Linked DNA regions of Mus musculus: regions 1, 2, 4, 5 and 6 are each linked to region 3. A link is a contact called in public HiChIP or PLAC-seq data. All regions are on one chromosome and are shown on one strand. Each heading gives the region's core, a stretch centred on a gene start, on an enhancer-like site or on the middle of the called end of the contact. The rest is flanking DNA. Distances are from core to core; before and after follow the strand shown.

What was found. HiChIP or PLAC-seq counts read pairs in DNA pulled down with a chosen protein or histone mark.
Region 1: a contact with region 3 is called in a FOXA1 HiChIP or PLAC-seq map of pancreatic cancer cells. The contact joins the enhancer-like site here to the promoter of Zfp607b in region 3. A contact is called at or near these places in 10 of 39 promoter capture datasets (the C10 cell line, cranial neural crest, embryonic stem cells and 5 more), 1 of 15 datasets of contacts at CTCF or cohesin (pro-B cells), 13 of 484 Hi-C or Micro-C datasets (cerebellar granule neurons, cerebellum, cortical neurons and 3 more), 19 of 115 datasets of contacts at active chromatin or transcription factors (astrocytes, embryonic basal ganglia, embryonic forebrain and 10 more) and 1 of 9 other capture datasets (liver).
Region 2: an H3K4me3 HiChIP or PLAC-seq map of embryonic stem cells shows a contact between it and region 3, with 11 read pairs. The contact joins the promoter of Zfp850 here to the promoter of Zfp607b in region 3. A contact is called at or near these places in 3 of 39 promoter capture datasets (cranial neural crest, embryonic stem cells and maxillary cranial neural crest), 6 of 484 Hi-C or Micro-C datasets (the G1E-ER4 cell line, cerebral cortex and embryonic stem cells), 12 of 115 datasets of contacts at active chromatin or transcription factors (embryonic stem cells, large pre-B cells, memory CD8 T cells and 1 more) and 3 of 9 other capture datasets (adipose tissue, liver and macrophages).
Region 4: a contact with region 3 is called in an H3K27ac HiChIP or PLAC-seq map of embryonic stem cells, with 9 read pairs. The contact joins the enhancer-like site here to the promoter of Zfp607b in region 3. A contact is called at or near these places in 1 of 15 datasets of contacts at CTCF or cohesin (pro-B cells), 4 of 484 Hi-C or Micro-C datasets (cerebellar granule neurons, cerebellum, cortical neurons and 1 more), 19 of 115 datasets of contacts at active chromatin or transcription factors (acute myeloid leukemia, astrocytes, bone marrow-derived macrophages and 12 more) and 1 of 9 other capture datasets (liver).
Region 5: an H3K27ac HiChIP or PLAC-seq map of embryonic stem cells shows a contact between it and region 3, with 5 read pairs. The contact joins the enhancer-like site here to the promoter of Zfp607b in region 3. A contact is called at or near these places in 6 of 39 promoter capture datasets (the C10 cell line, the HPC-7 cell line, cranial neural crest and 3 more), 11 of 115 datasets of contacts at active chromatin or transcription factors (bone marrow-derived macrophages, craniofacial prominence, embryonic basal ganglia and 7 more) and 1 of 9 other capture datasets (liver).
Region 6: an H3K27ac HiChIP or PLAC-seq map of embryonic stem cells shows a contact between it and region 3, with 6 times the contacts expected there. The contact joins the promoter of 9530053A07Rik here to the promoter of Zfp607b in region 3. A contact is called at or near these places in 1 of 39 promoter capture datasets (the C10 cell line) and 2 of 115 datasets of contacts at active chromatin or transcription factors (bone marrow-derived macrophages and embryonic stem cells).

Annotation. Positions count from the first base shown.
Region 1 is chr7:27,290,159-27,293,888 of GRCm38.p6, reverse strand. No RefSeq gene overlaps it. Among named protein-coding and RNA genes, the nearest start is that of Numbl, 33 kb to the right of the region's middle. Within about 2 kb of position 2,023, at least 57 of the 459 cell types and tissues checked have an H3K27ac peak or open chromatin away from gene starts, as enhancers often do. A contact at or near this core is called in pancreatic cancer cells, where this site is marked.
Region 2 is chr7:28,012,299-28,015,680 of GRCm38.p6, reverse strand. Zfp850 (zinc finger protein 850) reads left to right here and starts at 1,566. Exons shown (of 6, transcript NM_001254951.1): 1 at 1,566-1,665; 2 at 3,231-3,345.
Region 3 is chr7:27,687,541-27,690,855 of GRCm38.p6, reverse strand. It overlaps Zfp607b (zinc finger protein 607B), which reads right to left and starts at 1,516. Exons shown (of 6, transcript NM_001112731.1): 1 at 1,370-1,516.
Region 4 is chr7:27,308,859-27,312,411 of GRCm38.p6, reverse strand. It overlaps Ltbp4 (latent transforming growth factor beta binding protein 4), which reads left to right. Exons shown (of 30, transcript NM_001113549.1): 23 at 1,625-1,891; 24 at 2,160-2,231; 25 at 2,998-3,126; 26 at 3,345-3,491. Among named protein-coding and RNA genes, the nearest start is that of Gm30543, 19 kb to the left of the region's middle. Within about 2 kb of position 1,796, at least 41 of the 459 cell types and tissues checked have an H3K27ac peak or open chromatin away from gene starts, as enhancers often do. A contact at or near this core is called in cerebellum, embryonic stem cells and epiblast stem cells, where this site is marked.
Region 5 is chr7:27,382,592-27,386,301 of GRCm38.p6, reverse strand. All of the region lies in intron 20 of Sptbn4 (spectrin beta, non-erythrocytic 4), which reads left to right. Among named protein-coding and RNA genes, the nearest start is that of Shkbp1, 28 kb to the right of the region's middle. Within about 2 kb of position 1,336, at least 33 of the 459 cell types and tissues checked have an H3K27ac peak or open chromatin away from gene starts, as enhancers often do. A contact at or near this core is called in embryonic stem cells, where this site is marked.
Region 6 is chr7:28,128,004-28,131,590 of GRCm38.p6, reverse strand. It overlaps 9530053A07Rik (RIKEN cDNA 9530053A07 gene), which reads right to left and starts at 2,125. Exons shown (of 20, transcript NM_001164655.1): 1 at 2,109-2,125; 2 at 1,713-1,769; 3 at 1-172. The coding sequence starts at 1,767. It also overlaps the pseudogene Gm21925.

The DNA of each region.
Region 1 (3,730 bases), core at 774-3,273, 400 kb after region 3:
CATGGCTGTGCTGTACACTGCAGGCGAGCTGGCCCTAGGGCTTCAGGTTGATGCTCTATCTCTGCCTCCTGTTTCACCTTAAGCATGCTGAGATCTCAGTCCGGGTATGGTAGCTCATGGCTCTAATCCCAGCTGGCTTAGAGATCTGCCTGCCTCTGCCTTATGCGTGCTGGATTAAAGATGTGTGCCGCCACCACCACGTAGCTTCTGTTTGGAAATTTTTATGATGTAAGTTTTAAAAATTGAAGATAGGGGGCTGGAGAGGTTGCTCAGTGGTTAGGAGCACTGTTCTTCCAGAGGACCTGGGTTCAATTCCCAGCACCAACGTAGAAACTCACAACTGTCTGTGACTCCAGTTCCATGGGGATCTGACACAGGCACTCATGCAGGCAGAATATCAATGGACAATAAAATAAGTTATAAAACAATTGAAAATAGGATCTGGAGAGAGCTCAAGTTTCTGTGGTGCAATGAGTTTGTGCTGCAGATGCTTCAGTGGACCATATTTATAATCCTGTGGTGTGGAGGTGGAGACCAATGGATCTCTGGGGTTGCTAGCCTAGTCTAAACGAAGAGTTCCAGGGCAGTGAGAGTACCTTGCCTCAAACAACATCAAATCAAGGTGGGGCCAGAGAGCTGGCTTAGCTGGCTAAGGTGCCTGCTTCCAAGTCTACTAATCTATCTGAGTTTGATTCCCCATGACAGAACAAGAGACGGAACCCCCTGCAAGGAACTCTGTGATCTCCACACATGCCCCATGATACACAATGCTCTCTTACCCCCCCACACACACACACACAGATGTTAAAAAGAAAAACAAGGGCTGGTGAGATGGCTCAGCATGTAAGAGCACCCGACTGCTCTTCCGAAGGTCCGGAGTTCAAATCCCAGCAACCACATGGTGGCTCACAACCATCCGTAATGAGATCTGACTCTCTCTTCTGGAGTGTCTGAAGACAGCTACAGTGTACTTACATATAATAAATAATAAATTAAAAAAAAAAGAAAAAGAAAAACAAGCAAGATGGTCAGTTCCTGAGGAATGACACCCAGCACCACCCTCTCCACATACATGTGTACATGCATGTACCTGCACATGCATACACCTACATATACATTTCCATGAACACATAGAAAAAGAAAAGAAGAACAAGAGAAAAGGAAGGGTTTGTAACTTGGTGGTGGTGCTCTTGCCTAGCGTCACAAACCTCAGGTTTAATCCTCGACACTGCCAGACAGTGAAATAAAGTGCGGAGTGATTATTGTTCAGAAAATTATAGAAAACTGTGGGGCGTGTCAGTGTATGCTTGAGGTCTCTTTACTTGGGGGACTGAAACAGGAGGGTCATAAGCTCAAGTCTAGCCTAGGCTACATATTAAATTGGGGCTAGCCTGGGTTACAAAAAGTGCTGTCTCAGAAAGAAGGGGGACGGGCAAGAAAAGACAGAAAGAAGAAAAGAAAGATGAAAGGCCTGCTGGCTCCCTGTCCCATGTCACTGCTGTCTTTGGTATTTTGAGCATTTTAGTATCTTTCAGTCTGTTCTTTTCTATGTGACCCTTGTATGCGCGTATATGTGTGTCTTTACATAACTACATGATCAAATTGTTTATACAGCCCTACATTTTCCCCCTTCTTAAAATGTAAGCTTTTCTCCGGCTAAAACGTCTCTGTGTAAACACAATCTCCAATGTTCTCTCTCTGTTTACTCAACAGGGCAGCGTTGCCAGACATTGAAGCCGTCCCCAATTTCCTCCCATTATAACTAACACCCCCATGCACATCCTGGTGTGTCCCAGAGGTGGGATTCCTGGGCCAAAGGGTGCGGATGCATTGGCAGAGGACGACCAAAAACTCGGCAGACTCTGTCTGACCCCAAGCTAAGGTGACCTCATACAGTTAAAGTGAGATTACACTTCTGTTTGTCATTTCCATGTTGGATTCATGACTCAGAGGCTAGAGAGAATGTCTCTTTCTTTTTTGGATGTACTCAGCTGGGAGAAGCAGAAATCCGTTCACACTGGCTCACGTCAAAGCAAGCTGCATGTGTCAGCAAGTAAAGCCAGAGCAAGCAGCCTCTGCTCTGTCAGGATGAGACACAGCCACAGTCTTTAATTTTAAATGATGTGTATAGGTCTGTGGGGGTATGTGGGTGCCTCGGTCTTCAGAAACCAGAAGGCATTGAATCCCCTGGAACTGGAGATATAAGAAATTAACTGTAAGTGAGGCTGGAGAGGTGGCTCAATGGTTAAGAGCACTGGTTGCTATTCCAGATGTCAATTCCCAGCACCCACATAGCCTGCCACTTTGAGATTCCAGAAGATCACCTAAAACACCCAGCCTTGTGAGGCTGAGCAGCCGCTAGACGCTTGGACTTCCTGTTCACAGCTAGCCATTGTTGGATTAGTTAGACTGCAACCTGTAAGTCATTCCAATACATTTCATACATTGTCTTAGTCAGGGTTTCTATTCCTGCACAAACATCATGACCAAGAAGCAAGTTGGGGAGGAAAGGGTTTATTCGTCTTACACTTCCATAGTGCTGTTCATCACCAAGGATGTCAGGACTGGAACTCAAGCAGGTCAGGAAGCAGGAGCTGATGCAGAGGCCATGGAGGGATGTTCCTTACTGGCTTGCTTCCCCTGGCTTGCTCAGTCTGCTCTCTTATAGAACCAAGACTACCAGCCCAGAGATGGTCCCACCCACAAGGGGCCTTTCCCCCTTGATCACTAATTGAGAAAATGCCTTACAGCTGGATCTCATGGAGGCATTTCCTCAACTGAAGCTCCTTTCTCTGTGATAACTCCAGCTGTGTCAAGTCGACACAAAACCAGCCAGTACATACATGTATGTGTATATGTATGGAGAGAGAGAGAGGGAGGGAGGGAGAGGGAGAGGGACAGGGAGAGGGAGAGGGAGAGGGAGAGGGAGAGGGAGAGGGAGAGGGACAGGGAGAGGGAGAGGGAGAGGGAGAGGGAGAGGGAGAGGGAGAGGGAGAGGGAGAGGGAGAGGGAGAGGGAGAGGGAGAGAGAGATTGATTATAGGTTCTATGACTCTAGAGAACCCTGACTAATAGATTTTGCCCCTCACTATCGGTTATAAGTGTAGTCTTATGGGATCTGGTGCCATCTTGTGGTGTACAGATAGACACACAGACAGGTGGTTGTCAGCCCCCGTGTGGGTGCTGAGAATCACACAAGAGCAACAGATACTCTTAAACCCCAGTCACCCCTCCAGCCCCTCTAGACCTTTATTTTATGACTAGATCTCACTCTGTAGTACTTCAATATACAGAAGCTCAAACTGGCCCCAAACTCACAGAAATTCTCCTGCTTTAGCCTCTCCTGTACTGAATTTACAAACCTGAGTTGCCATATCTGGCTATTAGGGATAAAGTTTAATATCCTCTCCATATAGCTGATGCCTGAAACTTCAGATAGAAATGAACCCTATAGGGCTCGAGAGATGACTCAGCGGTTAAGAGCACTGACTGCTCTTCCAGAGGACCTGAGTTCAATTCCCAGCAACTACATGGTGGCTCACAACCATCTGTAATGGGGGATTGATGCCCTTTTTTGGTGTGTCTGAAGACAATGACAGTCCACATACATACATGAAATAAATAAATAAATCTTTTAAAAAAAAAAAAAGTCAGGCAGTGGTGGTGCACGCCTTTAATCCCAGCACAGTATGTATCCCAGGCTGGCCTTGAACTCACTGTCTTTCTGGGTC
Region 2 (3,382 bases), core at 317-2,816, 320 kb before region 3:
GTCACCTTTAAGGAATACCTTAAAATAGATGGAGTCTTTCATTTTTAAAAGTGCAGTACAAAATATATAAGGTATTGGCTTTCCCCTTCCCCCGAAAAAAAAAAAAAAAGCATAAAAAGGGAAGCTTTAAACAGAAGCATCTCCAGGTAACGGGCATTTCTGCCAGGAGTGTGTATACAAGAACACCCTCCCTTCAAGGCCCCCTGATTCCATTAAAGTTTAATTGTCTTGATTTTTATTCTGTCTGCATTCATAGCTGATGATGCTGTCTAAATCATCTATGCCCTGTTGCTTTTCTGGATTCCTTCTATCAGTTATTGAGACTGAAAACTTTTGTATGCAATGCTGGATTTGGCTGTTTCTCCTTATTTCTCTATTGGACGTTTCCCCTCATGTTTTGAAGGTGTGGTATTACACGCATACTGTTTATTTTAGTTTTTTAGACAGGTCTTCACTAAATAGTCCTTGGTGGCCTCATCTCATAGACATTCACTGGCTGTGTCTCCTCATTGCTGGGGTCACATGCATGTGCTACCACGCCCAGCCAAGGATATTTTCACTTGATGACTTGCTGTCTCTGTTATTGCTGTTAGTACTGGCGATGCTCTTTGCCCCCAGAACTGCCTCCATTTTAAAGTTGACTTAAGTCTTTTTTTTTTTTAATACTATTGTGAGGATGGTCACTTTGAATCGGCTAGAATATTTAACACATTTTCTGTAGTTAACACTTATCTGCAAATTAATGTGGCACCTATACTTTAGCATTTACATAATTTACAGTACATTTAATGCAATTAGTTTTATTACTAGGATTGTTTAGCCTTTTCACAATTTCTTTCTATCATGTTTGGAAAAAGTTCTTTGTATAACATGAGAAAAAACAAAAGTGGTTTCGAAAGTTCCATAGTGTCAAGTTACAATAAATGTGTCTATCCTATAAAAAAGAGGCCTATGTTTTGGGTTTGTGTTTTGTTTGTTTTTTAGTTTTTTGTTTTTTAGGACACTTAACGCGTGCTAGTCATTCATCCTCCAACAGGAGGTAAATGACTGCCTATTGAACACAGTTCTGGTGATACATACAGATGTAGTCGTCACTCAATTTTTTCTATCTAGTCAACAGGGACACCGAACCCTGGAAGGGTCCAGAATATCTGGCTCTTTGAAATCGTTAATATAAACTACCCAACTTTAGAAACCAACCAATTCTTTAGTTCGGTCTTTTCAAATTTACCATAGTCCCTAGCAGAGCACAGCGTAGTGGAATCCCACTGAGTGGGACTCAGGCAAAGCGTCCGTCCCGATCTGATCTACTTCCTATTCTAAATTTTAAAATTTCCGCTCGTCCGTCCACGCCACAGGAGGGAAAATCAGGTAGACACAGAACACCAAACTCCGTTTTGATCCCAGGAGGCAGCCTCCCCTCGAAGCATGGGGAGCCCCCTGCCCCCCCACCGTGGGAACTCCCACAAGCCACTGGGCCCAGTTCCCGGATGGGCCGGGCTAAGTTGCATGCTGGGACCTTTCGGAAACGCCGGGCTTCTTGAAGGCTCCACATAGCTCCGGACGCCGCCAAGGGTCTTTGGCATCCCGGTGCCACCAACACGGAAGGTCTGATCTTTCTGGTCCAAAGAAATTGCTGGTTGGCTTCGGTCTCCACAGAGTAAGGTGGGCTGGGTATCGGTGTGGGCGCTGGTGTAGGGTGAATGGAGATGTTGACGCGTACGGGCGTGTGTGAGCGTGTGTGAGCGTGTGTTTGTGTGGGTGGGTGGGCGCGCGCTCGCGCGCGTCTCTCTGTGTATACACACCTTGAGCTCTCTGCTCATCTGTGTCACTGTGCTTATCATTTTCTTTCAAGGCCACAGGGGTTGGAGCAGAGGGCTAAGCATCACTAAGGAGAAGTCAGGTGCGGAGTCTGAAGGGAAGCTTTCCCTGAGGTACACACGAGCTTGGGAGGTGCTTTTAAGGCCGGAAGTGCCTCCGAGGGTCGCTTAGGAGGGCTGCTCTGGGTTGAATACCCGAAGTTTCTCAGAGCTGTAGCCATGAGAGTGTTGAGGGACGTGAAGGAAAATGCTCGGTGAGGATGCTCTCGGATATAGTCTGAGATCTCGTGGAATTATCAGTAAATGAAGGAGGAACGTGAAAATTGATACCTTCACCTCTGGGGCCCATAACGTTGTCCCTTCCCTTTCCACTTCACCTTATCATTTCAATGAACCCCGCCTTTTCTTCTCTACAATCACCCTTTTCCTAAGATGTTCTAGGTAGAAACCTCCAGAGGTTATCGTTAGGTCTCTCAAACTCTGATTTTATAAATCGATTTCTATTTGGATGGCATCGCATATCAGATGCGATCCTTTGATCCTTACAGGCCTTGTTTTCAAAGCAGGCCAGGAATGTCGGGGATAGATGATGTGTTCACTGTGAGGATTATGGCAGTGGGAAAGTGATAGCACTGAATTTGGCATCTTTGAAAGCTAGTGATTTTCTGAGTGTGTGTGTGTGTGTGTGTGTGTGTGTGTGTGTGTGTGTGTAATGGGTAACGTTGGCCAGATCCAGATGAGCAATGCCATGATTGATCGTGGAGTGTGGATCTGTGGTATCGGGTTGGAATCTTGGTTCTGTCCCCTCAGGCTCTCCAGGCCTGTCAGGAACCGTAGGATGCCTGTGGTGAAGCCTGTTAGTGCAGTGCCGCCATATCCTAAGGGCCTGGTGTGCTTTAGTTGTTCTCTGTGAGGCCATCTTGGGTTCATTCCACTCAGTGTTCAGCAGGACAAGGGAGTGTGAGAAACAATGCGATTGCTGGTGGATGTTTAAGAAAGTGACTTAAAAAGAAAAGCTAGGCTTCGTGGTATACATTTAATCTCAGAGGCAGAAGCAGGAGGATCACTGTGAGTTCAGGGTCAGCTTGGTCCACATAGCAAGGTCTAGGCTAGCTGGGCCACACAGTGAGATGCTGTTTTAAAAACAAGGACAGGAAAATGAATGTGCTAATGCAGAACATATTTTTTTAAAACTTTTCAGATAAAAATGTTCATATTGTGCATAGCATAATATTTTGAAGTTTTTCTATACTTTGGGATGACTAAATCGGTCACACTTTTGTAGAGAATATGCTAGCGTCTACTCAAACCCATTAATTGTCACCGTTTTTACATGATATATCAGGTGAACTTTTGTTATGTAGGTGAGATTTTGTGATGTTTAATCAACATCTTCTGAACTCACTTAAGGACCTACGCCTCCCACTGTCAACCATGATGCTGCACATCCGGCCTCAGCCACTCAAACCCCAGTACCCAGCATCCTACTTGGTTCTATGAGAAAACAGCTTCAGATTCTACACAAGTAAGATTGTGGGTGTTTTGTCTCAAGATTAATTATT
Region 3 (3,315 bases), core at 267-2,766:
ACGCTAAAGAGGAAGGCAAGCACGGGGGATGGTGATGGCTCAGGGGTTGAGAGCCACTATGGCTTTTCCAGAGGACCGAGTTCAGTCTCCTGACAGCTACAGTGCCTGGAACTCAAGCTGCAGGGAAGCCTATAGCTCTGGTTTCCAGAGGCACCTGTGGTCATGGACACATAACCCAACATACATAACTTTGAAGACAAATACTTCATCTTTAAACAAAAGACAGACCCCCATGGTCTCAGTCATGTAGAATCTGAAGCTGTTTTCTCCTAGGAACAGTAAGATGCCGGTTACTGGGGTTTGAGTGGCGGAGGCTGGATGTGCAGCATCGGGGTCGAGAGTGGGAGGTAGATCTATACCATAAGCGAGAGAGTTGGGAGATGTGTCATGAAACATGGTGACTGGGATTAATAGTTTGTAAAGTCTTAGAGAGTAGATGGCAAGTGTACTCGTGACAAAAATATAAGTTAGATGAAGTCCTTCAGTGCTATCACTTTCCCACTCCCGAAATCCTCACAAGCGAACAGACCATCTATCGACTGCATTCTTTTCCTGTCTTGTGATGCCATGGAAATAGAAATCAGATGTAGAACAGCAGCGTTTGAAAGCCCTAATGCTAACCTCTGTAGGTCCCTATGGAAAACAGCTTGGGAAAAAGATGGGATTGTCGACAGAAGACATCAAGGGTCACTGAAATGATAATGTGAATACTAGCTGGAACGGGAGGGGACACTAAGGACAATAGTGCAGTTGTAAATTTGCATGCTCCTGCTTCATTTCCTAACAATTCTATATTCTAAAACTAAAACCTCAGTTCTCAAACCGAAAAGAGCACTCACTCTTGAATCTTAGATGGGTAGCGATAATATTTTCATTATTCTCCAGCCTCCCTCTTGAATAATGGCCTAAGCAGGGAACCCGAGTATACATGAGATCGCAGACTACATTTGAGAGCATCCTCAGTGAGAACTTTCCTTCTCTTCCCTCGATATTCAGATTCGGCAGAGCTCTGAGACAGTCACGGAGCTCAACAAGTACCCTCCCTCCTAGACGACACCCCCGTCCTTAAATTATAGCCCTAAGCTCAAGTCTGAGCCTCGGGGAAAGCTTCCCTTCAGACCCCGCACCTGACCTCCCCTTACTGAAGCTTGGTCCTCTGCTTTAGTCCCTGTGTCCCTGAGAGAAAGCAGGAGCAGACAGCGACAAGCAAAGAGACACAGATTATGCAGAGAGCTCAAGGTGTGTATACAGTTAGACACTGACAGACACACACGCACATACACACACGTACACACACCACAGTTCCTACACGCCCACACATCAACACCCATTCGCCACACCCACACCCGCCTGCGGTCTCCCGCCTTACTCTGTGGAGGCCAACCAGTGACTTCTGATTCCCACCTGACCATCCGGGGTAGCTCCGCCTGCACACCAGAAGTTATCTACTTCCGACCCTATGCTGCCTGGGAAATGTAGTCCCCTTGTCCCAAACTACAAGAAATATAATGCTTCATAGTTCTGGGATATCCCAGCATGCAACCTGGGCCAGCCCATCTGGCAGCTGCGCCCTGTGCTTTGTGGGAGTTCCCAGGGATGGTGCCCTTCTCTCTCTCTCTCTCTCTCTCTCTCTCTCTCTCTCTCTCTCTCTCTCTCTCTCTCTCTCTCTCTCTCTCTCTCTCTCTCTCTCTGTGTGTGTGTGTACTTCCGGGTTCTGTGAGTAACTGGGTTTCACCCCTGTGGAGAAGACAGGTGAGCCTAAGTTTTAAACGCAGGCTAGGAAGTAAAATTGGATCGAGATGTAATTGAATACGCTTTGCCTGAGACCCACTGCAGGGTTCCACCTCGCTGTGCTCTGGTGGGACTTTGTCAGTGTTCTGGGTTTTTCTGAACGATCAAAGAAAGAGGGACACTGCAGAATGAATTTAGGCTTCCCAGAAGCAGAGGGATCCATTCTGGTGAGCTGAACTAAACGGCTAACAGCTTCGCAGGAGGGCTTTTGTGATTGTTACACAAAGGACCTTTTAGCAAGTCAATTCCCGCATACCCAAATCTCATATCAGATCTCAACGAACCATAAGGTAAGTAAACAGAATCATAAAAATTCCAAGTTAAAAAAAAAAGAAGAAGAATTCCAGGTTTGCCGGGAAGACAGCTTATGGGAGTCTGAACTTTTCTTCACAGCAACCAGAAGCCACAGTATACACCAGCTTCAAACACCTTGTTCCCAGCCCCCATTTGCCTAAGATGGCATATCAAATCTTCAGTATGCGCCTGTCCTGCTGAGGAAGTTGTTGAACATGTCCCGTTACACAGCGGCATTGTGGCTGTCCCTTAGTCTGCTCAGGACACCCGATGAAGAACCCTCTTTAGCGCTCAGATTTCACATCCTCGGTTGGACCAATAGGCCATCTACAGAGCCAGATCTATGGGGAAACCGTGCATCTGAAACCCACTATACAGACAGTGCTGTGGCCACAAAGGCACCGGCTGCTGCAGTCGGGAGCTCACGGAAGTCTCCATCCCACTAAGCCCACGGGAGCACCTGAGTTTGAGATGAACTGTGGTCAGAATGGTTTTGTGCCCCGTGGAAAGGTTATCCTTGGGGTTTTCAAATGGTCATTTCTCTGCCCTCACCTCTTGTTTCTATCTGAAAATGACATTGTAATACTTAGATTTTTTAAAAAAAACTCTCGTGTTTCAAGTTCTATAAACAAAATCTTACCATTTGTTCTCTGCCCTGACAATAAATGCAGATTGCCCAAAGGCTGGGCAGAGAGAAAACAGGGCAGCACGTCTCCCAGCCAGGGGGAGGAATGAGAGAGGGAGTTTCAGATCACCAGGAGGAGGAGAGGGTCTGAAAAGATGCCATGAGAAAAAAACATCTGAATCCCAAAGAACCAGATCTGTGATAATATGCAAGCAACGTGGGATGGAGCAGGTAGCCAGATTAGGATTAATAGATCAATAATTGCCCAGATTAGGATTAATAGATCAATAATTGCCCAGATTAGAATTAATAGATCAATAATTGCCCAGATTAGGATTAATAGATCAATAATTGCCCAGATTAGGATTAATAGATCAATAATTGCCCAGATTAGGATTAATAGATCAATAATTGCCCAGATTAGGATTAATAGATCAATAATTGCCCAGATTAGGATTAATAGATCAATAATTGCCCAGATTAGGATGTAATAGATCAATAATTGCCCAGATTAGGATTAATAGATCAATAATTGCCCAGTATCTGGGTGCAGCTTTGTTTCTCTGTGTGGTTACTGGGGACTAACAAAAGTTAAAAGAAATGCA
Region 4 (3,553 bases), core at 547-3,046, 380 kb after region 3:
GGTAGAGCCCCTGCCTAGAATCCCCCAGTGAGGGGCTGGAGTATGGCTCAGCAATAAAGATCTTCCTTGGATATACACGGCCCTGTAATCAATCCCTAGGAGTTAAAAAAAAAAATCTAATAAAGAGACAGAGATATCCCCAGCTATCCAGAGGAATCTGACTGACTGGGAAGATCGGAGACCAAAGAGAGCTGGAGGGGGAAAGGAGATACCCCGGCCATCCTGAGGAGAGGTTTGGGGGCGGGGGGGGGGTTCTGGAGGGGTCTGTGTCTGAACTAAGTAGGATGAACAGAAACAAGTAGCTAAATGTGTGAGTCGGGCGTTGTGTAGTGGTGACCGTCTGTCTATGTTTATCCTGCTTATGGCTTGAGGGTGGAGTCCACCTATGGGGAATACACGGTTGCAGGAGTGTGAGGCTATTGCTCACCGACTGGGGACCAGGAAGCAAGGATGGGAGAACTCAGTTGGTTTTTCCTTCTTCCCTTTTTATTCAGTTCCAAGTTCTATCCTAGGGGGGGCTGCCGTAGGTCTTCCTGGAAAAGCCCTCACAGACATACCTAGAAGGTGTGCCTCGCTAATGCTCTGGGTACTTGTTTTAGGAGGTTGGACTTCTCAGGGCACGGAGCACCATGGACCGGTTTCAATCCAGAAAGAGTTTGGAATCTCCCTGGGGATGCTGTGTGAAAGTGTTGAGTGAAAGTGTTGAAGCAGAGAGGACAAAGTTGGACCAAACCAGGGGTCTTGAGTGGGGAGGGGCAGTGTAACCTCAAGCTTTTACACACGTGCCCCTATTCCCAAAATAATGACTCTGAGACTTATTTATTTATGAATAAATGTCATAAGTGTTGACTCATTCCTGCCAGTTTGTAACTCAATTATCCTGTTCAAACTAGTCTAAGTCTGCCATAAGACTAGTTACCTCTCCTCGGTTTCACGTGTCTTTCTTCCTCAGAGACCGGGATATATCCTCCCGCCTCTGTCTCCTAGCGTTCCAATCTCTCTAAACTGGAACTCCCACCTTCTATTTCCTGCCTCTTGCTAATAGGCCATCAGCTTTTGATTGACAGGTGATGCTTCCACACAGTGCACAAGAGATTCTCTCTACAGGACAGTGGGTGGGAGAAACATCTAAGAGGTGGGCAAGCGACGAGGCTGCCTGCCTGGCGGGGGAGTGGTTTGATCTAGTCTGGGACAAGCTGGGTGTGAAGACCCAGAGGGTCACAGGGAAAGCACAGGAAATCACCTGTCCCCTCCTGTCCCATAGCTGAGGGGACACCAGGAAGTGGGAGAGTGTGAAGCAAAGGATACCAAAGTGATAGGAGAGGGCAAATAGCCAAAATGAAACTAGGCATGGTGGCTCACACCTGTAATCTCAGCACTTAGGGGGTGAGGCAAGGAGGATCTCTGAGTTTATGCCGTACTAGACTACTAAATGATATTGATTTTTAAAAATCAGTTTGAATCCTTGTGGTGGTGTACGCCTTTAATCCTAGCACTCGGGAGGCAGAGGCTAGGAGTTCAAGGTTTGCTTGGTCTACAGAGTGGGTTGCAGGACAGCCAGGGCTACATGCTACACAAGGAAACCCTCTCTCAAAAACAAATACCTTGCCTTTTGTTTCTTCAGGCACGTTCCCTGGCTCCCAGCCCCAAGCACCTGCCAGCCCCAGTCTTCCAGCCAGGCCACCAGCCCCTCCCCCACCTCGAAGACCCAGCCCTCCCAGGCAGGGTCCCGTGAGCAGTGGACGTCGCGAGTGCTACTTTGATACAGCCGCTCCAGATGCGTGTGACAATATCTTGGCCCGAAACGTGACGTGGCAGGAGTGCTGCTGTACTGTGGGAGAAGGCTGGGGCAGCGGCTGCCGCATCCAACAGTGCCCGGGCACCGAGACAGGTGGGCGTGGCCTGTGAGGGAGACAAGGGCTCAAGCTCTTGGTGTAGATATGGGGATTGGAAAGAGGATACGTTTAGACTAAGGATTGGGTTAGTGGTGCAGCCGGGACAAGAGTGAGCCATCAGCCACCAGGCGGGCATCAGTGGGCATGAAGCTGAGAAGTGGGTGCTGACAGGCCTGGGCTTTAGCACCTGGTAGGAGGCTACAGCCAGTGAACTCAGGCAGGGACTGGGGCTCGGGTTTCAGAGTTCTTTCCTTCTATGTACAGCTGAATACCAGTCATTGTGTCCTCACGGCCGGGGCTACCTGGTGCCCAGTGGAGACCTGAGTGCCCGGAGAGGTAAGGCCAGACTTCAACCCCACCTACCCTCAGTCCCTAGGCCAAGCTCTGTCTCACCCTGCCTCTGTTCCTTCTTGCTTGCTTGCTTTCTCATTTGTTAGCTTATTTTTGAGGAGTGTATCTCACTAGTAGTCCAGACCAGCCTCAAACTTGTAAGCCACTCAATTTCTTGCTCCTGTCTTTCTTTTTCTTCTTCCTTCCTTTTCCTTTTCCTTTTTTTTTTTTTTTTTTTTTTTTTTTTTTTTTTTTTGTTAATTTTCTTTTGGGTTTTCAAGACAGGATTTCCTTAGGTAGCCCTGGCTGTCCTGGAACTCACTCCATAGACCAGGCTGGCCTTGAACTCAGAGATCCACCTGCCTCTGGCTCCCTAGTGCTGAGATCCATGGTGTGTGCCAGTACCACCTGCTATACCTTTCTTTTCTCTCCTCATTTTTAATTTGTGTTTTTGGCTACAGAGTCAAGTAGCCCAGGCTTGCCAAGAATTAGCCAGGCAGCAGAAGCTAACCTTGAACTCCTGTTCCTCCTATTTCCACCTCTTGACTGCTGGGTTTTCATGCATGCTCCGACATACCTGGCTCCCTTTTCTGTCTCTCACTTTATTCTTAAGATCCCCTCCTCATCCTGCCTTCTGGTTCCAGTTTTCCGTGCCTCAACTTGCGGGTACCATTGCGCTCTTCCTCTCTTGTGACTGGCTATATCCCACACTACCTGTTTTCTTCAAATCAAACCCACCCCTGCCCTCACCTCCCTCCACCTTTTCCTGCAGATGTGGACGAATGCCAACTCTTCCAGGACCAGGTGTGCAAGAGCGGAGTGTGTGTGAACACGGCCCCAGGCTACTCTTGCTATTGCAGCAACGGGTTCTACTATCACGCACACAGGCTGGAGTGCGTTGGTATGAGCCCCACCTTCCCCACCCCCAATTCTGGCCAGGCCAGTCCCCCCTCCAACACCCCACCCCACCCCACCCCCGCCCCAAGTAGGAATGTAGCCAACCCAGCAGGAAGTCTAGACTCTATCCATCACAATGTGAGCTGAGGAAATGTGAACCAGAGTTCATCCTGGTAACTGCCTCCCCCGCAACCCCCCGCCCTTCCTCCCATACTTTCCTAGATAATGACGAATGTGCGGACGAGGAGCCTGCTTGTGAAGGTGGCCGCTGCGTCAACACGGTGGGCTCTTACCACTGTACCTGCGAGCCCCCACTGGTGCTGGACGGCTCCCGGCGACGCTGCGTCTCCAACGAGAGCCAGAGCCTGGGTAACCCCGCCCACGGTCCCGCCCAGCCCCACCCCCCTCTCCCAGCCTGTAGATCTCTAGGC
Region 5 (3,710 bases), core at 87-2,586, 300 kb after region 3:
CTGCCTCTGCCTCCTGAGTGCTGGGACTAAAGGCGTGCACTACCACGCCCAGCTAAAAACATTTTTAAATTAAAAAAAAAATTGGGGGGCCAGGGCCCAGCCTATGTGATATCTTTGGTTTTATCCTCAACATTGTAAAATCAAACAAACAAACAAATCAGAAGCGTGTCCAGGTGCAGAGGTGATGCGCCCCTGTAACTGCCGCACTTTGGGGGTGCAGAGGAGGAAGAGTGCGTGGTTGTCCTTGGCTACAGAGTGAGGTGGAAGCCAGCCACTGTGAGGCCCTGTCTCAAACAACAGAAATGGCTACAAAAGAGCCAGCAGTAATGGCACACATCCTAGCAAGAGAACGCCTACAAGTTTAAGACTAGCCTAGGCTACACGATACCCAGTTTCAAAAACAAAAATGAAAAGCGAGAGAATAAGCGTCCTGGGCTAGCCTCTCCAGCTTTACTTTAATTACATTATTTGGTGACAATTCATGACTTCATATGTTTCTGCTCAGATCCCATTTGGGGCATCTACTCCTCATGTGACTTTATAAGTGTATTTGGGGGTGGCATATGGCGCTAAACCTAGACACTCTGGGCTCTCTCGGTACCCGAGTGCTTCTGGTGACGATGCTTCCTCCCAGAAATGAGCTGTTTCCTGAATTCCAGCCAACGCCAGCATTGCCACACTTAGGTTCTGCAGTGGTGGGCCCAGGTGTGCGTTTGTGCACCTTCCCCTTAACTAACAAGCTGCCTCATGTCTTTGTTGGCCATGCCTGTTGTCATATGACTTGGTAAGGTGGTGGCACACACCTGCAATCCCAGCACTTAGGACATAAAGACAGGGGTCAGAAGGTCAAGACCATCCTTGGCTATGTAGGAAGTGGACCCCAGCCTGGGCTACATGAGACCCTATCTCAAACAACACCAAAACAAAACAAAATCAGAGACAGGCCAGGTGTAGTGGTGCACACCTTTAATCCCAGCACTCAGCAGGAAGAGGCAGTGGGTTCGAGGCTAGCCTGGTCTACAGAGAAAATTCCAGGACAGCTTGGGGATATACAGTAAGATCCCGTCTAAGAGAAAGGAAGGAAGTAAGGAAGGGAAGGGAAGGGAAGGGAAGGATGACAGATCAGAGAAAGGATCTGCAGTCTCTGGCTTCATCAGAGTTGTTTCTCCCTCCCCTAAGTTCCAGCCATCCCAGCAGACTATGGGATGGGAGCAGGAGTCCCATTTTGTCAAGTAAAGACTGAAAACAGGATAAAATACAGATAAAATAAAGAGAAAGGGCCAGAACAGAACTCCTGGGCTCCTTCCCCAGCAGGGGGCGCTCAAGACAGGCGTGGGCTCTGGCCTCCAGATGGAGCCCAGCTGGGCCTCATGAGAGGGTGGGAGGCACCTCCCAAGGTCCCACTGTTCCCTGGGGCCTGCCTGGGAGCTGAGCACAGGGTATCTGACAGAGGGAGGGACAGAACCACCATTCAAATTGGCATGCATATTGGGGAACCTCTCTCCTCTCCCTGTTGTGCCGTTCCTCTCTCCCCCCCAACATTGCTCTACTCCGTCTCTTTGAATTTTCCATCTCTGCCAGGCATGGTGGTTCACACCTGGAACCTTAGCACTTGGGAGGCTGAGAAAAGAGGAGTGTCAGGAGCTGGAGGCTAGCCTGGGCTACTTAGTGAGTTTCAGACCAGCCTGGGCTACTTGAGACCCGGTCTCAAAAACAAAACAAAAACAAACAAAACAACTCCATCCCTTGCTCTCCTTTGACCTCGACTTAGCCTTTGTGTCCCCTCCTCAGCCACTGCAGCAGCAGGCATGTCTCCTCCCAGATCCCCAGACCGGGCCATGGAACCCAGAGTCCTTTTTTAGAGCCTTTTGCCCAACCATCCTTTGAGATGGTTGAGAGACCAGATGGAGTGCTAGCCCTCAGGGGCCTCGCCAGCTGGTCTGGCTCAGCTATGTAGGCTCCTGCTGTCCTGCCACTGTTGGGGGACAAGCAGGGAGCGTGCAGTGTAGGCACTGCTGCTGCCTAGCCATGGCCCTAAGGGCCCCTCCGCACGCTCACTTCCTGTGCAGGGCTCTCTACCTGGGGAGACTCACCCCTCATCCCTTTGCTCACCCACTCTGATTCTGCCACTAACACAGCATGGCTGAAGGCAAGAGTCCTGGTGCTTGATTTAGACATCCAGGATTCAAATCTCCACTCTCCCACAGCATGACCAAGAGCCTGGGTCACATTGTCCAAATATGGAAAACGTGGTAAGCATCGGGCCTTTGGTCCTGTGCTGCTGACTTCAAATTCTGCCTCTTGCAGCTTTTACTCTGAGCTTCTGTTTCTGAAACTGGGAGCTGGGACGGGACACGGTGGATCCAAGTAGGAAGGAGATGAGCAGGGGCCCAGGTTATGGTGTCTGAGACAAACCCTGTCCCTCCTTCCTTCCATCGCTTCTGTTTTCTATCCTTTAAAAAGAATGATTTATCCATTTTCATTTTGCATTGGTCTCCTGCCTTCATGCATGTCTGTGTGAGGGTGTCAGATCCCCTGCAACTGGAGATATAGACCGTTGTGAGCTGCCATGTGGGTGCTAGGAATTGAACCTGGGTCCTCTGGAAGAGAGCTCTCCAGCCCCTTTTTTCCTTTCTTGATACAGCGACTCACTATGTAGCTCCAGATGGCCTGAAACTCAATATGCAGATCAAGTTGGCCTTGAACTCACAGAGACCCACAGTCTCCAGAGGCCTGGAATTAAAGGTGTGAGCTGGCATCATCCCATTCTCCTCCTGCTCCTCTGCCCCTCTTCTTTCTCCTCCTCCTCACCCTCTCTTCTTCCTCCAGTTGCTTTTGAGCTACCTGATGTGAGTGCTGGGAACTGAATTCCGGTCTTCTGTAATAGCAGTGAGTGCTCCTAACTAACTGCTGAGTCACTCCAGCCCTCTTCTAACTGCTGAGTCACTCCAGCCCTCTTCCTTTTTTTTTTTTTTTTTTTTTTTAACTTTAATGGCTTTGGGGAAAATGATATAACTTATATATACCATAAGATGCAGATTTCTATCACCCCACCCTTTTTTTCTTTTCTTTTTTAAAAACATTTTCTTTACTATTATATATGTATGTGCATGTAGTGTGTGTGCCACACATATGGAGGTCAGAGAAAAACCTTCAAAAATCAGTTTTCTCCTTGCACTGTAGGATCTGAGAATTAGAATCAGGCCATTTATCCTCTGGGCTACCCTCAGCCCACCTTTCTTTTTTCTTGAGACTATAGCCCAGGCTACATACCCCATGTGCTGGGATTGTAGGTGTGTACAACCCATGTCCAGCTGGATTTGCAATTTTTTTAAAGGACTAGTTTATTTATTTAATGTATATGAGTGCACTGTCACTGTTTTCAGAGCCACCAGAAGAGGGCATCGGATCCCATTACAGATGGTTGTGAGCCACCATGTGGTTGCTGGGAATTGAACTCAGGACCTCTGGAAAAGCAGCCAGTGCTTTTAACTGCTGAGCCATCTTTCCAGCCCCCCCACATTTTTTTTAAACAAAAAAAAAATCTGATCTACTTTTGTGTGTCTAGTGATCCTTGTAATTTCAGGACAGGATAGTTGTAATGCATCTCGGTGGAGGGCCTGCCTAGCATGCATAAAATCCTAGGACCAATCCCCAGCATCCCCATACATTGGATGTGGTGGTACACGCCTGGAGATAGGTGCAAGAGG
Region 6 (3,587 bases), core at 876-3,375, 440 kb before region 3:
CCCATCATGTCATAGCGATGGCCATCGAAGGTGGTATAGTGGGGATCACCCTGGGCACGGCAGACAGCTGTGGACTCTGCCAAACACTTAGCCTTCCCACTCACCATCTGGCAGCGCTGCCCAGGTGCACACTGAATGCCTTGGCAGGATGCCTCTGCTGGGGTGAGCAGAGCTGTGGAGGGAAGAGAGTTGGAGTTAGAAATGTACCTGAGACAGACACCTGCGGCCTCCTACAGTGTGGACTATGCACTGTTGGCTCAAGAACACCCCTTGTACAGGCATGGAAACTGAGGTTTGCAGGCTCACAGAGAAAGCTCCTCTCCCAGGGTTTCTGCTTCCACAGTTCAACACAGCTTGGTCCAGAGCAATGTCAAGTAGTGAAGAAGGACCAGGAGCAACTGATGAAACATTAAACTGTTTATAGTTTGATATCCCACCAGGCTAGAAGTTGCCAGAGGATAGGAAATGAAAGATGGAGTCTTTAGCAAAATGGAGACAACTGTCGTAGAGGTGACCTTAGTAGAAGTCCTAGCTCAAGCGTCCACCACTGGGCCATTGGAGAGATTATGTTCAGTGCTCTGGCTACGGTGTCCTGTGATATGGGTCTGACAATCACAGTTTCTCCACAGACATTTGAGGGAGACATTGGCATATTTTAACAAGTTAAAGCATAGATTGCTTATAACTGAGCCTATATAATTAATTGCTGTTCCCAGGCTGTGAATTCTGCAGGAAGGCCGTGAGGAATTCTTCCCCACCAGTATTCCTGGGGTCTTCTGTGGCCTCCCGGGTCAACCCTGAAGAAAACGCAGTTGTGGGTCCAGCTACCTAGTTCCTCCCCGTTACAAACCCAGCCCCTGGGCCTTCCTGAGCACCAGTTGAAGTAATTCTCCCTATGCTTCCATGTCCTTCCTAACGTATGCAGCATCCACCTCCGAGCCTTCCTGGCTTTGGCTGCCCCAAAGCCTGAGCACCTTGTACAGGGCTCTTGAACTCAGACACTGCAGGGTCAGACGAGGGACAGAACGGTGTGAGACAGTCCAGGTGGTGACTGTAGATGCCAAAGCAGCATACTCACCTCGAGTAAGGTGCCACTGTTTTTGTTTTTGTTTTTTTTTTTTTTTTTTTTTTGCTGACTGCACTTATGGTTTAGTAACTAAGTATCCCTGGCTGATCTAGAACTCACTCTGTAGATTAGACTGGCCTCAAATGCACAGAGATCCACCTTCCTCTGCCTCCTGGATGCTGGGATAAAACAGCAGCTTGCACCACCATGCCTGGCTGTGGTGATTTATTTTTGATGCTACATTTTCTACTTTTCTGATGAAACTGGTTGGTTAGCCGACTCTTTACATGAAGTCTGAGACCCCACACCCCCTTTAAAGTCCTGTGAGAGCATACACTCTGACCGGATTCAGTTGCTGGTATGATTCCTGTTTTAATAGATCTTGGTGCAAGATGATGAAGGGAAGTTGAGGATCATGGAAGTTTAGACAGAATCACGTAACAATCGAAGCAGGTAGACTCTCAACACTCCAAACATGGAGTGGGGGCTCCCACCTCATTTCTTGCATGTTCTCACTTCCACTGCAGCCTGGGAGGGGCTGGGACAGGGTTTATGAAAGGTTTACAAATGAAAGATGCCGACCCAGGCAGGTCAGTTTCCCATGGTCCAAGGCCCCAGGACGTGGATGAGGTTCAATCTGACTTACCCCATAGGAGGGTTGCTCCAGCCCAGAGTGCCCAACAGCTCCACAGGGATCCCATATCTGCAGCAGGGAGAGATGGAGGCTCAGATAAGGCTGTCCTACTGTCCTGTTGGAGACTGTCATGGAGATCACAAAAGGGGGCAGACCCAGCATAGTGGGTACTTGGAGGCAAGGAAGGCTGGGGTAGGGACAGAAGTTGGGTGGATAGGACCAGGTGTGAGCAGGCTGTGGGGAGCTGTCCAGTGTAGCAGGGAGTGAGCTAGAGGTTTTGAATCCAGGGAAATGGGTGGGAGAACTGGATATTCAGATGCCTTGAGGGGAAAGATAGGAGGTCTAGAAAGAAAGGCAAGAGAGGACAGTATCCATCCTACTTCCGTAGAGAGCCCCATCTCTTCTCACCTGCAGGTCCCGGAGCTGCGGGAACAGGCTGGGGACTGAGCTATATAGTCCCGTTTCTTGTTCCCTCGGGCCACACCATTGGCCATCTTCCAGGCAGATGGTGCCAGCTTCCTGGAGGAGGCTGCTGATATCAGGCCAGAGGGAATAGTGAGTCCTGAAGTCTTGTGAAGGGCAAAGGATAAGTCTACAGCCTGTGTTCTGAGATGACTGTGAGATCAGATGGTGGCTGCACCCCAGGAGCTATGGAAAACTCTGGTCTTGAAAGAGTGCTGTCTTTAGAGGGACAGCTGGAGAGTAGTGTGCCAGTGGACTGGGTTCCCTGAGCAAGGTAATGGGGATCGGAGGGTGATGTAGCATTGGTTATGTTTGTTGGCTTCCTGGCCAGATTCCGATCTTTAGTCCTTACTTATAACAATATCTAAAGGTCCATATCCGGGTTCTGGCTCCTTACAGTCCCCATGGGCTGATCCCTGGTCCGAAGCCACCCACATCTTGTTTCTAAATACCAGTGAGTATAGTTTTCTAGGGATGTATAGTCTGAGGCCCTGGCTTTGAGTCTTGTGTAGGGCATGATGTTCCAATCTCAGAAAATTATTTGGTTTGGTATTTGAGATATCCCCTAACCCATCTCTCTCCATGAAGAAGGGACTGGCTAATCTTGGGGTGAATATATGCCTTCCTCTCACCTAATCGAGAATTTTCTTAAGATATGATATGGAACATCAGGGTGCAGAAAAAGTAGCAGAGGGAATTTGAGCTTTCTGGGATATAGTCAGTGACTCCCAAAAGGCCAGTACAAACCATGACATTATTGGTTGAATCTGAAATGTCTTCCCAGGCTATTGTATTTTAACATGTGGTTGTCAGTAACCAGTAACTTTGTGAAGTTGTGGAATAGGAGGTTTCGGACATAAGGCCTCATAAATAGAAGCAAGCTACTAGGGTCAAGCCTCGCAGGTTATACATGTCCCTGCTTCTGTCCTGCTCTGATTCTTGCTTGCTTGAGGTGACCAGCCACCCATGCTCCTGCTTTGGAGGGAGTCACTCCAGCCATGATGCCCCATGATAGACTGTACTCCCTCAAACCATGAGCCAAAAGAATTTCTTCTCTCATTACTTCTCTCAGGTGTTTTATCACAACAAAGATAAATGTTACAGATACAGAAAATTGGTCCAGAGAAGATCAGGTTTTAGTGTAATTAAACCTGACCATGTGGTTCTTGTGCTTGTGGAAGGATTTTGGGGGTGGTAGCTGAGCATATAGGGCTAATGTGATGGAAAAATTTGAAGTTGGCCAAAATGCCAATAGAAATGTGGACAATAGAGACTTGGGACAATAGAGACAATTGGGAATTGGGGTAAAGGCTATTTATGCTCCATTCTGGTAAAGACCCTTGCTACATGCTGCCCAAGAAAAATCGAGTTGAGGTTGAATCTCAAAGTAATGGAGTGATTTGGTAGAGGAATTATCACCGGCTG